Linked DNA regions of Hordeum vulgare: region 2 is linked to region 1. A link is a contact called in public Hi-C data. All regions are on one chromosome and are shown on one strand. The core of a region is the stretch at or near the end of the contact, and the rest is flanking DNA. Distances in the headings are between cores, read along the strand shown.

Evidence for each region. A called contact is a pair of places that touch in the nucleus more often than the background predicts.
Region 2: a contact with region 1 is called in a Hi-C map of leaf, with 3 times the contacts expected there. The contact joins the promoter of LOC123406348 here to the enhancer-like site in region 1. A contact is called at or near these places in 3 of 6 Hi-C or Micro-C datasets (leaf and seedling).

What each region holds. Positions count from the first base shown.
Region 1 is chr1H:44,357,853-44,361,502 of MorexV3_pseudomolecules_assembly, forward strand. No RefSeq gene overlaps it. Among protein-coding and RNA genes, the nearest start is that of LOC123412945, 43 kb to the left of the region's middle. Within about 2 kb of position 1,574, at least 3 of the 3 cell types and tissues checked have open chromatin away from gene starts, as enhancers often do. A contact at or near this core is called in leaf and seedling, where this site is marked.
Region 2 is chr1H:44,792,153-44,795,802 of MorexV3_pseudomolecules_assembly, forward strand. It overlaps LOC123406348, which reads left to right and starts at 1,924. Exons shown (of 9, transcript XM_045099873.1): 1 at 1,924-2,444; 2 at 2,702-2,764; 3 at 2,859-3,422; 4 at 3,504-3,650. The coding sequence starts at 2,346.

The sequences.
Region 1 (3,650 bases), core at 324-2,823:
CCATATGATGAAGGGGTGCTAGCTCGGCCACATACCCAGACCAGTTACCTAATCCTAACATCAAAAACCGGGAGCCCCAGCAGAGCCGGTCGAGCCAAGTGCCACATACCGGGTGTAGGGCACAAAACCGATCTGACGCACTCGTGTGCTGTCGTCGCCATCTATAGAGATGGCCTTTAGTGTCTATAGAGAGTGGTGACGTTGGTGGTCAAGTGTGGCATGGCCAGATGTCCTCTAATTTTGAATTACTTTTTTCTTCTTGTTTCTCCCAGTTTCTTCCCTCGTGGTATAGTGTCGAAGCAAATGATTTGATAACTTGGTTTGCAATGGAATATTTGAAAGGTGAACCTCGAGAGGATAAATTCAAAGCACCATGATTAACTTTTACTTTAATAACTTACCCTTGTCGCTTATTTTTGGGACAGTTGGTTCGATGATATATTTGCTTACTTGATCAATGAAAGCCGAATTGTCTGCTAAGAAGTGTTTGCTCTTTCTTTCTAAAATAAATAACTAAGCAATTAAACAATTCCCCTTACAAAACACAACATGCAAAACTTGCAACAAATCCTATAGATCAATCGACAGTATAATGTAGCATCTTCTTTTTTAAGGAAAAAAGCTATCAAATTGTGTTTTTTTGTGTGCAGTAAGAGTTGATCTTTCATACGGTATTCTCTACTTGTAGGGGAGGGAGCAATATATATATAATCTCATCTTGATAGATTTAGAGTAGTTTAAGTTTTCCTTATTTTTCTTTGTAGAAGTTTTTCATTCATAAATGCTTGATGAGCTAAAACTTTGGCCCATATCGTAAGACGTCACTCCGGAGAGCTTATGTTCGGAAAATCCTATTTGCCGTTTGTGCGAAGTGATGTCGAGGAGGGCAGGGTATCGGGCTGGCCCAAGTAGCGAGGGTGCCCTACCCGGTTTTGGGAACCTTTTAGAGGTTCCAACCGGTTTTTATAGTTTTGGAAAACTTCTAGAAGGTTCCCTGAACATTTTTTTTTCTTTTTTTTCTTTTTTTTTCTGTTTTTTTTCTGTTTTTGTTTTTTCTGTTTCTGTTTCAAAATTGTTCCGGATTTTGAAAAAATGTTCTGGAATATGAAAAATGTTCTGGAATTTGAAAAATTGTTTCGGAATTTGTAAAAATGTTTTGGATTTTGAAAAAATGTTCCGGAATTTGAGAAATGTTCCGTAATTAAAAAACCTTTTGGAATTTGAAAATATGTTCCATAATTTGAAAAAATGTTACGGAATTTGAATTTTATTCCGGAATTTTAAAAAATATTCCAGAATTTCAAAATGTTCCGGAAGTTGAAAAACATTCTGTAAGTTGAAAAAGGTTCTGGAATTTGAAAAATGTTCCATAATTTAGAAAATGTTCCAGAATTTTAAAAATGTTCTTGAATTTGAAAAAATGTCCTATTACAAGACATAGTCGTGCCCCGAGACTTTCTGTACCACGCGTTCTGCGCCATGATTTGCTTACAGCGCTCGAAGCCCATTAGGACCGCACACACGCACATGATTCTTCAGATTAAAAGGGGAACACTCGCACACTAATGGGCTGACCCAGCTGGAGTCGCGCCTGTGCGGCTGCTCGGCTGCTCGCCGCAACGAGCGGCGCATAGGAGCTCCCCTTATGTTCAGCACCTGAAGTGCATGAATAGTTTTTTGGCACTCACACGAGCCCGCATTGAAGGGTCGCCCCAAAAGGAAGGCAAGCACTTGCTCGTTCATTCATAAGAAAATGTTGAAGGGTCTCGTTCGTTCGCAGTTCACTGGTTTTCTTAATCGCTCGATCGCATTTGACCCATCCAGGTTAACCAGTTCATCACTGAACGTTCACTTTTCAAGAAAATGTGAAAAAAATAAAAAATCATAAACTAAAAAATGGTTCGTGAATTGAAAAAAGTCACAGGGGGTTCATGAACTAAAAAAGTTCACGAACTCAAAAAAACTTCAGAGAATTCAAAAAATAATAATTTGAAAAATGTTCCCAAACGTGAAAATTTTCATAAGTTAAAAAATTGGGATTCAAAAAAGTTCATGAACTCAAAAATTTCAAGAGTTAAAAAAATTGTGTGATTTCAAAAAGACTGCATCTTGGAAAAGTCCACGAACGTAAAATGGTTCAAGGATATGAGAAAATTTCATGAGTTCAAAAAACTATGCAAAATTCAAAACAAGTTCGCAACTTAGAAAAATCACGAACTTGAAAGAGTTCATGAGTTCAAAAAAAGTTAAAGGTATATGAAACGAACGGAGGGAGTAGTCAGCACCAGGGCATCAGGATTACCCTTCCCATCACCGGCTACTGGAGTGGCTAATAAAGGGGAAGCGAATCCGTGGGCATGCCGACGGAGGTCGATTGAAGGAATTCATCACACTAGCCATCTTGCGAGAAGGGAAAGAAAATACTTGCTCCTATTGTGCTTTCCTTATTTAATGATCATTAAGTTTGTTCTTCTTTTACAAAAGAAATAACTATACAACTAAACAATTCCCTTTACAAACTTACATCGTGCAAAAGTTGCATCAAATACTACAAATCAGTCGGGAGTATAATTTATCCTCTTTTGAAGGGGGGAATATGAAATTAAGAAATTGTGTTTTTTAGACGAGGAAAGATGTGATGTTTGTTACAAGAAGAAATGATCTAATACTCGATATGAAGAACTGCGAAATATGTGTCTCTCTCCGTTCGAGAGTTCAAGTTTTTTCTCTGGATTACACAACAAGTGGAATTGTTGTTAATTGGTCTTTTCTATATACATATGAGATATACAAAAATAATCTAGACCGGAAACCCTTAATCCCTGGAAAAAAAACTTCACAAAATTGTGTTCCTCAACACTATCTGAAATAAAATCAAAAGAATATGATTGAATTACTTGTGAATAGGAGTAACTCTAACAGAATAACATACAAGTGTGTGATGATCACCATATGGAATATGAAGCATGTGTGTCTTTCGTTTGGGTCTTTACATATTTGATTCTATCGAGCTACGACTTTCTTCATTGGTGATAGTTGTTGCTCTGGTCCTATGAAGTCTTAACACGACAATTTCTCAACTCTCTATTAGAACAAGGTTTGCCCGGCTCTGACATGAAGGTACGATGACGGCGGCGACTTCGGCTAGCTCCAATGCTTTGTAGTCATTGCTAGGGTCCACGAACCTGGTTGGTAATCTTATTACCTCTGGTGTTCTTTATACTATTATGATTGAAGATGAATAGAATAAAAATTTCTCACACACACAAAAAAAGAATATGAAGCACACTTCAAATGGATATTGAGGCCGCAACGACTATACGCCAACACATATTCGCCAAAAAGAGGTATTCTCCTTATTTTATTACATGTGTGTCCCACTTGTCATTGACAACAATAGTTCTTTGCAAAAATCCAAAAATCAAAACACATTTGATTCAGACTTTAGTTTGATTTCGTCCTATTATTGTTGCGCGAAAAATGAGTCGGAGTATGACTTTTTACATTGATAGACTGCATTTAACATTAAACAAAAACTAATAATTAGCTAGTAATTTGAAGTAGCTCGTTGTTGGTGGTCCGTGGGAGGTCGGGCTACTTCGAATCCCAAGTGTGAGGCGAGGCGGAAGAAGCTGCAACTTCCCTCCTAT
Region 2 (3,650 bases), core at 674-3,173, 430 kb after region 1:
TAACAAGTACAAGGGGATTGACGACCCCCTTGCCCGCCTTGGGTGCAAGTTGTTTGTTCTTTTGTGTGCAGCCGCTAAGGACGGTTGTGATCGATATTCCTATTGGTTCGATAAACCTTGGTTTCATAAGTAAGGAAAATACGTATCCATATTCTGCTGCGATAACCTGTCCCTCTTCACAAAAACCCAACATATTTCACAAGTATCAATCAACAATAATTTAGCCCAACTTTTCTATATGGACGGGGGGCATGTCCTTCTTCCAATACCATCCCAAATACCTTAGAGCCCATGTGTCATCCATTCGAAGCCCCCCACACCACCGTGACTTCACTGCCACTCTCCATAGTCGCACAACTATTGACCGTCTCCAATGACCGTCATGCCACCACCCGAGAGAAAGAAGGAGGCCACATCGACAAATGGGGCATAGAGGTTATGTTAGGTATTGGGGGTGAGGTTATTGGGATCAGCGAAAGCATCCATCCCCAATAACCAGAAAATAAGGATGGGAACTGGGTTCCATTTAACCCCATTAAAATCCACTTATTATCTCGTGGTTTAAATATTTGTTTTTTTCAAGAAAAATAAACTATGGAGCTAGAAAAGGTTAAATAAATGGGACTTGTGGCTGCCACTTATTTGCCATTTACATCCCTACCGAAAAAGTATTATTGGAAAGATCCAATAAATCGTTATCGGGTGAGTTTTTTCTAGGATCTGCTCGAGATGTTGTAAGCTCCAAAACCATGTGTAGTTGGTATATAAATACTAAGGGTGGTTCCTTCTACTACTTTGCATAAGTTGGGATTTGTACACCATGAAAATAATAAAGTAAGGGCATCTCCAACACGTGGCCCCTAGAACAGACATACTATTTGTTCGCGAATTAGTCTGGCCAGTCAGTCGACAACCATGTCTTCTAAATGTCCATGTCTCCGACCCGCACCGCCGCTGGATCTCCACACGAGTGACGCGGACACTTCCTCATGTGAATGATCCTTCTGTACATCTTGTAGTTTGTGTACGCGTCCACGCGTATTTGATGTGTTCTTGATGCAGTTCGTTCATCCAGGTTTTGTGCCAGACACCCCATATGGTGAACCAGTGCGGACGCCGCAACAACATTGTGGTCGACGCTGGATACTCCCAGGAGGGATTTGTCAACGATCTCATGTCCACCAGCACCGCCCGGGTTATGGGCTTCGACGAGAAAGAGTACGGCATGGGAGACGACGGGAGCTCGACTCCGGTGAGCCGGCTAGTGATCCATTCCTATTCTACATCGGCACGGCGACCGGACCGACACTATGAGGGGCGCAACCAGCCGTCGTATATGGACACGATGGAGCCGGACGAGTTCCATTTACTATCAGGTTTACGTCGCATGTAATAGTATAGATTTAAGATTTCTAATTTAAGATATCCATTAGTAGAACGCATTATTTAAAGTTTTCGTGAACTCGCCCGGGCGCGTCCGCATGCATTTGGAAGGTGGGATTTGCTAAGTCTGGTTGCTTGCAAGCAGCTACAAACGTGCAACTGTAGTTACACGTGCATTGTAGTTACACGTGACAAAGACAAAAACAAAAGAAATAAATAAAAACATAAATCAATCAAACGAAGAAAGGAAGCCAAAAAACGAAATGATCCACGTGAATCTCCGCGTGGAATCATACGGTAGAGAGGTTGAGCCAGATTGTGTTGGTTCTCATGAGAACCAGAAAATCCATATATCATATCAGCGGGCAATCTTCAAGTGTTGAAAATGGCGAGACGTCGCAGTCCAACCGACCCGACCCGGGCCACCAACCGATGCACTAAACCCCTTGTTAAACCTTCACTCGCACTCATCCTTTCCATGGTGTGGTGTTCGTTGTATTCTTGTTTTTTATTAGATTACAAGGCAAGACAAGAGTAGAGGATCCGTCGCCACCTGACCAACCAAATCACTCACCATTCACCTAGTTCATCGGTTGGTGAAAGGATTTCAGGTCCACCGCCGCGCTGCGGTTACATACGTTACGTGGCCCCGCGCCCAGCCGACACCAGCAACATCCGTCGCCAACCAACGCACGCCCTCTTCCGATCTTCGCTTCTTACTCTTCTTCTTCCTTGAGCTCGCCTTCTTCCTCTACCTTGTTCTCTCCTCAGACGGGTGCACCCCAGCAGCAACAGCAACGAATCCATCCATCTTGCTAGCTTGCTACTTGTTGGCCTTGCTCGGTCCCGCTCCCTTTGGTCGTCGACGGCCGCCGCTAGCTGCGGCGACGACTGTCCGTCCAGGTGCTCTATCTCGGCAGCCCGGCCGTCGTCCGACGTCTGCCGGGGTGATCGTCTGATCGATGGAGTACGTGGCAGTGCGGGCTCCGGTTCCGATGAGCCGTAGGACTCGCCATGCTCACCAGCTCGCCGCCGACCCTACCCTTCCTCCTCCTTCTCCGGTGAGTGCACAGCGCTGCTAGAATCAATGCGCTCCGCTGCCATGCCGATCAGGTGGTTTCCTTTCCTTTTTCGATAGAGAAACTGGAGCAAGTTCCTCTTTTAATTCGGGCAGTACGTAAATTCTGTTGGACCAGCCCCCGGCCCATACACGGCAAAGGAGTACAGTAGCTTACTACGGGCCAGCCTGACTTTATGACCATGGCCCGGTCCAGTCACGTACTTGCTGCTGCTGCTGACGACGATGGTTCAGTTGCAGACGACGACGACACGCAACGGCGGGCAACAGCACGACCACAGACGCATGGATCTCGAGCACGAGGTACCCATCCAAGAATCATCTTGTCTGTTGTACAACGCGTCGACAGGAAAATGGTTATCGGTTTTGAGAGTGAAAATGCGTGGGAATGGTGCAGATGGCGGAGCTGAAGCAACAGCTGAGCAGCGAGGCGACGGTGCACCACATCCTGGAGAGCGCACTGCGTCCAAACACCACCTCCACCTCCGCCTCCGCGCGCTCCGTCCTCCTCAACATCCCGGCCTTCATCCCGGCCAAGGCCAAGCAGCTGCTGGCGGAGCTCGTGGTCGTCGAGGAAGAGATCGCGCGGCTCGAGTCGCAGATCCACGACATGAGGGGCGGCCTAGTCACCACCGCGCAGCGGCAACGGGCGTCCATGGCGACCGCCGCCTATGCCTCCTCCTACTCGCCAAGTGTCTACACCAGCAACGGCAATGGCAATGGCGCGGCGGCACACGCGGCATCGGCTCGTCTGCCGGCTGATCAGCTCGCGCCGGAGATCAAGTCCATGTTTTTCATCAGCCAGGCCATGAACGCCGAGTACCTCCAGCGTCATCTGCCCGCCGACGACACGCCGGAAAGGAGCCCCAGAGACCACACCAGAGGACCAGGAGCCACCGCCATCAGCCCAAAGTTCAACGAAAAAATCTTTGGCCTCCCGCCAAGGAATTCGCATGACAAGGTAACCAATCTGACATGCAACACTTCTCGGTGAAAATCATGCTCTGCTTATGCTCCGTACGTCTTTCCCTGGTCCTTGCAGAAGCAATCGAATGACGCGGACGAAAAACCTCCGAGGGCCTCCCAAGAACCGTCACCGCCACCGGCGACGGCGAAGAGGGACGAGCAGAGCAAGGTCCAGCCGAACAAGCTGTCGGAGAGGATCGTGAAATGCCTGGCGGTGATCTTC